2 separate regions of the Macaca mulatta genome follow, and region 1 is linked to region 2. The links are chromatin contacts, called in public Hi-C maps. All regions are on one chromosome and are shown on one strand. The core of a region is the stretch at or near the end of the contact, and the rest is flanking DNA. Distances in the headings are between cores, read along the strand shown. Region 1 holds the start of ANKRD42 (ankyrin repeat domain 42). Region 2 holds the start of DDIAS (DNA damage induced apoptosis suppressor).

Region 1 (3,942 bases), core at 16-2,515, 280 kb before region 2:
CAAGAGTTGATGTTAAGCTGGGCAAGAAGACCCGGAGGACTGGTGTGGATGGAAAAAAGGAAAGAAAGCTGAAATAATACAGAACAGGGGAAAGTTGACAGCTTTGGTATCTCCAAAAACAAATTAGAAAGGGAAACGGGGAGCGACACCTGAGAAAAGGAAATGCCAGAAAGGGCTAAGACTGTTGCACGCTTAAGTAAGAAAAGGAATGTGGCAGAGATGAGGGCCAACGACATAGTCTGACTCACAGGGGTTTGCAGTCTCCCTAGAGGAAGTGGAGGGGCCTGAATTAGCCACCCCGGGCATGGTGCAACACCTCCGACTCTGGGGAGTAGTTGAGTCCAGGCCCCTGATGCTGCCGCGGTCTTCACTTGCTCTCACCCACGAGCCACTGCAGGGGCAGCGGCCCTCTTCTCCGTCGTCACTAGGACGGGGCCCAAGGTCCTCTCTTGCTCTCTCCCAGAAGCTGCAGCAGAAACCTTCGTCTTCACTTTCTCTCTCCCAAACGCCACTGAGGCGGCAGCTGGCGTCTTCACTGCCGCTCACACCGGAGGAGTCGCTGGCTGCGTAGCCGCAGTCTTCACTTACTCCCTCCCAAGAACTACCGAGGCTGTGGCCGCCATCGACACTCCCTCCCTCCCAGGAGCCACTGAGGCGGCGACTGCGATCGTCTCTGACTCTATACCCGAAGTCACTAGTTCGCGGGTCCCGGACGTCACTGACTCCCTCCCAAGTACCACTTAGGCGGAGGCCTCGGTCTTCTCTGGTAGTTCCCCTGGAGTCGGCAGTTTGGTGGCCTCCAACTTCACTAAAATTCACGTCGCTGCTGCAGAAGCTGCGGTCTCCCCTAACTCTCTCCCAAGAGTTTCTGTGACTGCGGCCACTATCCCCCCTAACTCTCTCCCCAGAGACGCTGCGGCAGTGGCCGAGGTTTTCACTGACCCTTCTCAAGTCACTGCGGGACAAGCCGGCGTCTCCACTTAGGCTTCCCGCAGCGACCCTGGAGCGGCGGTCACCCTCTTCACGTTTTCTTTCCCCGTCGTCGCTAACTCTTTCCCTTGACTCGGCGCTGGAATGGCCGTGTAGGCCGTTTATCCTCCACACGTGGTGGCTAGTGCGGCGGCCGCCGTCTTCGTCTGCTACTCCCTGAGAGTCGCTGTGGCGGCGGCCGCCTTCGGCTGGTACTTTCTCGGAGCTGCTTTCCAGCCTCCCGACTCCAGTCACTTGGCTGGAGAGGCAGCAAGGCCGTCGCCTTGGAAACGAGTACACTTCCGACGTGCTGAGGTCATTTCCCGTTCCTCACGGCTCACGCCATTTCCGGTTTCCTTTCCCTCAGCTGTTTCTTGGCTTTTCGTCTGGACAAATCGGGTGGTGGTGTGAACTGGTTTTCGGTAAAATTCGGCTCGGCCTCACACGAGCCTATCTAGGTCCGTCTCTGGAGTGGCCTGTCATCGATCGCGCCCTCCATCGCTGAGCGACACAAGTGGAACCTCCCAGGACTGCATTCTGCGTAGGTGACCTGTGTGGCGCGGACCGGGCGGGGCCTTTTTGTCCTTGAGCAAACCTAGTATACTTTCTCAGTGGTGGTTGGAAGGAAATTTGTAACCCTGTCATTTCGCAAGTATGGAAAAAGACCTAAAGGAGAGTTTAGCAGCTGCAGCCGCTGTTTTTATTGAGTACTTTACTAGCGTCAACTCTTAAATAATCGCTTGTTAGATGTTACCCCTATTTTATAGGTCAAGAGACTCAATATGTCGGTACGTTGGTAAGGCCAGGCAGCAGGTAAGTTGTAAAACCATTATAAAAACACAGGTCATTAGTCAAAAGACTGCTTCAGGTCTCCTGGCTCCAAATCCGGGGTTCCTTTCACTGTAGCATGTTTACTGCTCAAATATTTCTCTACAACCCTATTGCTTAACAACAGGAATGAATTGTTTCATCATTTGTTGGAAACATATGGGTCACGTTTTGTACCAGCAGCAGAAAATACAGAAATTAGTAAGAATTATCTGCCCACCAGAGGCATCACCAACCCAGATTCCCCTCTCGGCCCAGTTTTTCCACCCTTATTGCCTTCTCCCTTCTGGAATAACGAACTGGTCCTAGAAACATAGCATACTTTTTAGTATCTCTGTGCCTTGTCATGTGCTGTTCGTCTTACCAGGAAACTACCCTGCCTTTCCCCCAGTTTTTGTCTGTGAACACATTTGGGGAATTCTCCTGATCCTACCTCTACTCTCTTGAGGTACAGTAAATTGTCTTTGACTTCCATCACCTTTTGTAATATTACTAATTTCCATTTATTGAGTTCCTGTGATCTGCCTGGTACTGATCTAAGTGCTTTATATTAGTTTTCTTGTTCATTTTTTTATACTAACATAAATGAGTTTGACTCAATTCTTATAACCTGCCAAAATAAGTATTCCTCTTCCTTTTTACAGAGAGAGAAACAAGGAACAAAAAAGTAAATTGCCTGAGGATACACTGCTAGTGTTGCGGGACAAATGAGAGAGACGGGAGAGGCCGAACAGAGTTCAGGAGAGCTCTTTATTATTAAGGTGATCACTGGCTCAGTCGGACTAGGGTCCAGAAAGACTGAGTCCGGAACAAAGGGATCAGTTACCTTTTAAGCAGTTTGTGGGGGGAGTTTCGTGCTGCAGGAAGCCTGCTTGCAGAAGCAAGAACAAAGGCAGATAATTACTCTTTTACATTTGTTACAGCACATGTCTTATATCCTTGGGAATACATGCTTTTGTAGTAATTGCTTATCAACCTTGTGACTTTACAGCCGCGCTGGGGAGGGAAGCAAGACCTCGCCGTGCCTCAAGGAATGTGAAACCATGGAACACAGATAAGCCTCTCCGTGCATAGAGGAGAAATAAGCAGTTAATATTCTTTCCTAACCCAGGCCTCCAGACCAGGGGGCTATATTACATTCTACCTCTAAGGAAAAGAATAAACTTCTTGACTAACATAATTATAAAATTCATTAATTCCCCCTTCAGTAGTAAGTATTAAATACCTGACTTAGGATTCCAACATAGGTCTTGGATTTTGCTGCAGGAGCACCTCAAAGTCTCTGAATTCCCACAACCTTTTATTAGATCACTTATCCCGTTGTATTATAATTATCTGTTTAACAATTTTTCCTCAACCCTCAAGGACCCTGAGCTTCCGGAAGGTAGGGATTGTATCTTAAAATCTTGGCATTTCTGACATCTAGAATATTTCATTTAAGAGAAGGGCTTAGTCACTGTTGTGTGGGTGAGTGGGTGGGTTGATCAGTTGACTGTCAGGCAGGTGAACTAATAGGCTGAAGATAAAGTTTTTCACTGTTGGAAGTGAATTTGGGATTAGTTGTCCTAATCCCCTCACTTTTAGAAATGGGGCAACTGGGTCGGGCATGGTGGCCTGTAATTCTAGCACTTTGGGAAGCCAAGGCGGGCGGATCACCTGAAGTCAGGGATTTGAGACCAGCCTAGCCAACATGGTGAAACTACTAAAAATACAAAAATTAGCCAGTCGTGGTAGAAGGAGCCTGTAATCCCAGCTGCTAGGGAGGCTGAAGCAGGAGAATCGCTTGAACCTGAGAGGGGGAGGTTGCAGTGAGCTGAGATCGCACAATTGCCCTCCAGCCTGGGTGACAAGAGCAAAACTCTGCCTCAAAGGAAAAAACAAAACAAGAAATGGGTCAGCTGAGGCCTTTTGCATACCAGGCATTTACCGAGTTACTCATGTGGGCCAGTTTCTGTGATACATGATTTGCAAATAATACCCAACCTAATGTGTATTGTTATTTTTATTTTTACAGACGAAGAAACAGCTCAGATTTGACCAAGATCACACAAGTAGGAGTTGAGGAATTAGAACCCACTATGACTCCAAATTAATAGTGTTTATAGCCACTTACATAGTAATGGTAAAGGTTTTATTTTTTTCACT
Region 2 (3,738 bases), core at 242-2,741:
AATCTACCTTGTTCATCATCGGATCTCAGTACCTAGCAGTTCTTGGCACAGACCAAAGAAGCACTTAACTATCTGCAGAATAAACAAATAATTACTTGTTGCTCTGTGATCCAGTCTTGTGGGGTCAGGAAAGGGTTTCTGATTTAAAAGGCTTTGCAAACTGGGTAAGAATTAGCCAGGTCACGGACAGGGTCAGAAGACGGTTTGGGGTGAGAAAGAGGATAGTACACTTCAGGAACACAGAAGACATTCTATATGGCTGGAGCGGTGGAAAACCACTGGGGCTGAAGAGGCAGGCAAAAGTCAGACAGGAAAGAGCCTGTAAGTCATGTTAAAGAGTTTGGGCTTAAACCTGAGGGCAAATAGGAGGGACTGAAAGGTTTTCAATGGGGAGTGCCTCGGGCAATTATCTTTATCAGCCCAGCAATGTGGAGACTGGACTGGAATGTGACAAGATTGAAAGCAGGAGAACCAGCTGGGCCAGGTGGGGGTACTGCCACAGCTATGTAGCAGTCATAGGGTCGAACCAAAATAATGTCAGTAAAAAACGGAAAGACGTGAACAGATCTGAGATATTCAAGAGGCTGTTAGGGACTGGCTGGATGCGAAAAGGAAGAAAACTTTCAAGTTCTGGTTTAAGCACCTGGCTCAGTTAAAGTATGTTCCCTCTAAGCCATGATACCAGTTTGGCAGATCCCCTTTTAGCACGTACTACTCTGCACAGTGGCCCGCTGAATACGTATTTGCACATCACAGAAGCAAGAGTCGCGCCTTTTCCACTCTATCTCCGATTCTAAAAGCTCACTCGGAGTCTAGCTCGATGCCACTGAAAGCGTTCAATAAACGTTCGTTAGGTGATTGCAACTGCACTGAGTCTAAAATAAAATAACTGACGTTTATATCTTTTACCCTCATGTCCGCCCGTTTACAGAGAATAACTCGTGAAAAAACAAGTGCCGGGCTCTGGGTGGGTCTCATTCATAATGAAGTTAAGAGCCTCCTTGGGAGTCTCCGGCCCTTAGGCTTCCCCAGAACCCCTTTACCCAGCTCACCTGAGGGAGAAGACCAGTAGCGGGCCCAGGCGACACACAGTGACTCAGACCGGCCGGATCAGTAGTTCGCCGGGAGCCTTCCAATCGAATCTCCCGCGTCCTTTTCCGCCGGAAGTAACGCTTTGGCTGCGTTCACTCAGAGCCAATCAGAAGAAAGCGCCGCAGAGGGTGGCGCTTAGCCAAGAAATCCTACAAGCTTGTGGGAACGACCATTTTCGTCAAACTGCGGGTAGAGTCGGTGGATCAGTAGTACAGTCCGTAAAGTTGGTTTTGGCTGCGCTAAGCCTCCTGGGCGTAGGGATCCCCGGAAAGTGTGGAGCAAGCCTGGGCGTCCTGGGGTCTGGCGGGGTGACTGAAAGAGGGAATGGAAGCCGGATGAAGAGGGTTGAGGGAGCTTTGGAAGCCAGACCCGGCGCTGTCCTAGGGGCTAGCACTACCCAGGGGCGGAGGGGGGAAGGGGGCTTTGGCAGGAGGCAGGAGGGAGGTGGAGCGCGGAGTGGGTTTTCGGGTGCCGAAGAAGAAAGGGGGCGTTACTTGAAAGAAGGGACCGGGACCTGGCGGGATTTAGGGACGATGTGGACCCGGGGCGACCTCTGTAATGGATGGGTTGTGCAAGCAACACAGTTTTGGGGTTACCAAAGAACGGAGTATCATAGGGAGTGGTTAGGCTCCATGATGGAGGTGGGTGCAAGGAGCACAGTCTTTGGAGCTGGACCCAGCGGTCTGCGACGACGTACTCCGCTTACTGCTGAGTGATCTAGTGCAAGTTCCCGCACCTCTCTGAGCCTCCGTTTCCACATCTGTAGATGGGAATAACAATCGAATACGACGCACAAGATTGCTGTGACGATTGAGTTAGAGGAGATGATGCCTGTGCCTCCCTGCCTCCTGATATACTGGCCTGTAGTGAACCTTCAATAAATTGTCATGGAAGCTGTTATTGCCTTTATGTGGGATTTGCGGAGGGCAGGAGGTGTAGCAATGGAATTGAGGCAGCCAGGGCAGAGTTTGGCGGTGATTATAATGGTGGGGATATAGGATGACCTGAAGGACAGGTGGGCTTCGGGGGCGCTATAGATAAAGCATGGGCTACAGCGATGAGGTAGGAAGAGGCCCTAGCATGATAAAGGCAAACTTGGGATGTGACCGCAATGAAGGTGAGTGCTAAGAAGCAGACGGCACGAGAGTAAAGTGGAGTGGAGGCGGTGCCCTCGGGGATGGGGGCGGAGTGGCTGTGGTGACCTGGTTTGGGCGGTGTCTGAGGAGCTGGCTGGCTTTGGGTTTCCCCCGGGAGGAGCCGTTTTGCGGCGGGCGGAGCTGCAGACTGGGCAGGGCTTAGCCCGTGCGCTGCTGCTGGCCTCCTTTTCGCCCTCCCACCCGCACTGCAGCCGCCAGCCTGAGCCATGGGCCGCCGAGCCCTCCTGCTCCTGCTTCTGTCTTTTCTGGCGCCCTGGGCCACCAAGGCCCTCCGGCCGGCCTTAAGGGCCCTCGGCAGCCTACACTTGCCAACAAACCCCACATCCCTCCCGGCTGTAGCCAAGAACTATTCGGTTCTCTACTTCCAACAGAAGGTAAGGGGGAGTGGGGGCTTCACCGTCCCCGGCCCAACGGCCGGGAACCCTCAGAGCCCGGGCAACGGAGCCCACCTCGAAATTCACACCCCTTGATGCCTGGGATCTCTTCGGTCTTTGGCTCATGTCTTCCAGAAGGTGGTCTCAAATCCCAGTTTTGTTGAATTTTTCTCCTCCCATTACCAATAATTTGGTAGTACTTCTGGCTCCGTACTCTTGATTCAGGTTGTTCTGCAATTGGACACGGCAGTCACTTCAACTCCGCCTGCTCCCATAGGGTGCCCCAATCCGAACTCCCTTAACCTTCCCTCAAATTCAAATTATTAAATACCAGCTCTGCTACCTAGTCTGCGGTGATAGTCATCCTTTGCCCCAAGGCAGCCCTAAATACAAATTCTAGTATTTTTACCTATTAGATAATATTGGATAGTTATCCATCCTAAAAACCAGACTCTCATAAGGGGTCAGCTCAGAGCTGATTTTGTAGCCCTATTATTAAGAATTGTTGAAATCCCTATTCCCCATAAGACTGAACGTGTGTAGCCTATGGTTGTAAAAGGAGTTGTAGGAGCTTGTGGTGGGGTTGGGGATTAGCCTTTCTATGGTTTGTAACATGATTTTAGAGCTTTTTAGGCTTGATGCCTTTGTGCTTGGCTGCAGCATGAGGCATTCCCCCACAGGTCTTGATGGAAAAGTACATCCTCTGTGAAATGACGAGGATTCCTTACAGTTCAGCATTTCTGAAAGCCTGGTAAAAATAGGAAAAGATTTGGAAAGGGTTGGGATTAGAAAGAGTGCAAGGGTCTGAAGCTTGGCTTTAGGAGTCAGGTAGAACCAGATTCTACCCTGCTAGCTCTATGACCTTGGGCAGGTTACAGTACTTCTCTGAGCCTAGTTCCTTGATCTCTTGGGGTTTGTGGTGATGGTTAAGTGAGAGCAGATAACGTGTTCCTAGCAGAGTATCTGGCCTCAAGTAGGCACTCATATAATATGTGGTTATAGACCTATGTGAAATTTTGTTGTTGTTGATTGTATAGAGACAAGGCTCACTATGTTGCCCAGGCTAGTCTTAAACTTGTGGACTCAATAATCCTTCTGCATCAGCCTCCCAAAGT

What was found. A called contact is a pair of places that touch in the nucleus more often than the background predicts.
Region 1: a Hi-C map of fetal cortical plate shows a contact between it and region 2, with 2.6 times the contacts expected there. The contact joins the promoter of ANKRD42 here to the promoter of DDIAS in region 2. A contact is called at or near these places in 2 of 14 Hi-C or Micro-C datasets (fetal cortex germinal zone and fetal cortical plate).

The regions. Positions count from the first base shown.
Region 1 is chr14:83,720,096-83,724,037 of T2T-MMU8v2.0, reverse strand. ANKRD42 (ankyrin repeat domain 42) reads right to left here and starts at 1,265. Exons shown (of 11, transcript XM_077964118.1): 1 at 249-1,265. The coding sequence starts at 306. It overlaps LOC106993411 (a long non-coding RNA gene), which reads left to right and starts at 1,309. Exons shown (of 3, transcript XR_013404239.1): 1 at 1,309-1,510; 2 at 2,442-2,558; 3 at 2,789-2,977.
Region 2 is chr14:83,437,166-83,440,903 of T2T-MMU8v2.0, reverse strand. It overlaps DDIAS (DNA damage induced apoptosis suppressor), which reads right to left and starts at 1,491. Exons shown (of 5, transcript XM_015115343.3): 1 at 1,053-1,491. PRCP (prolylcarboxypeptidase) reads left to right here and starts at 2,430. Exons shown (of 9, transcript NM_001261249.1): 1 at 2,430-2,623. The coding sequence starts at 2,456.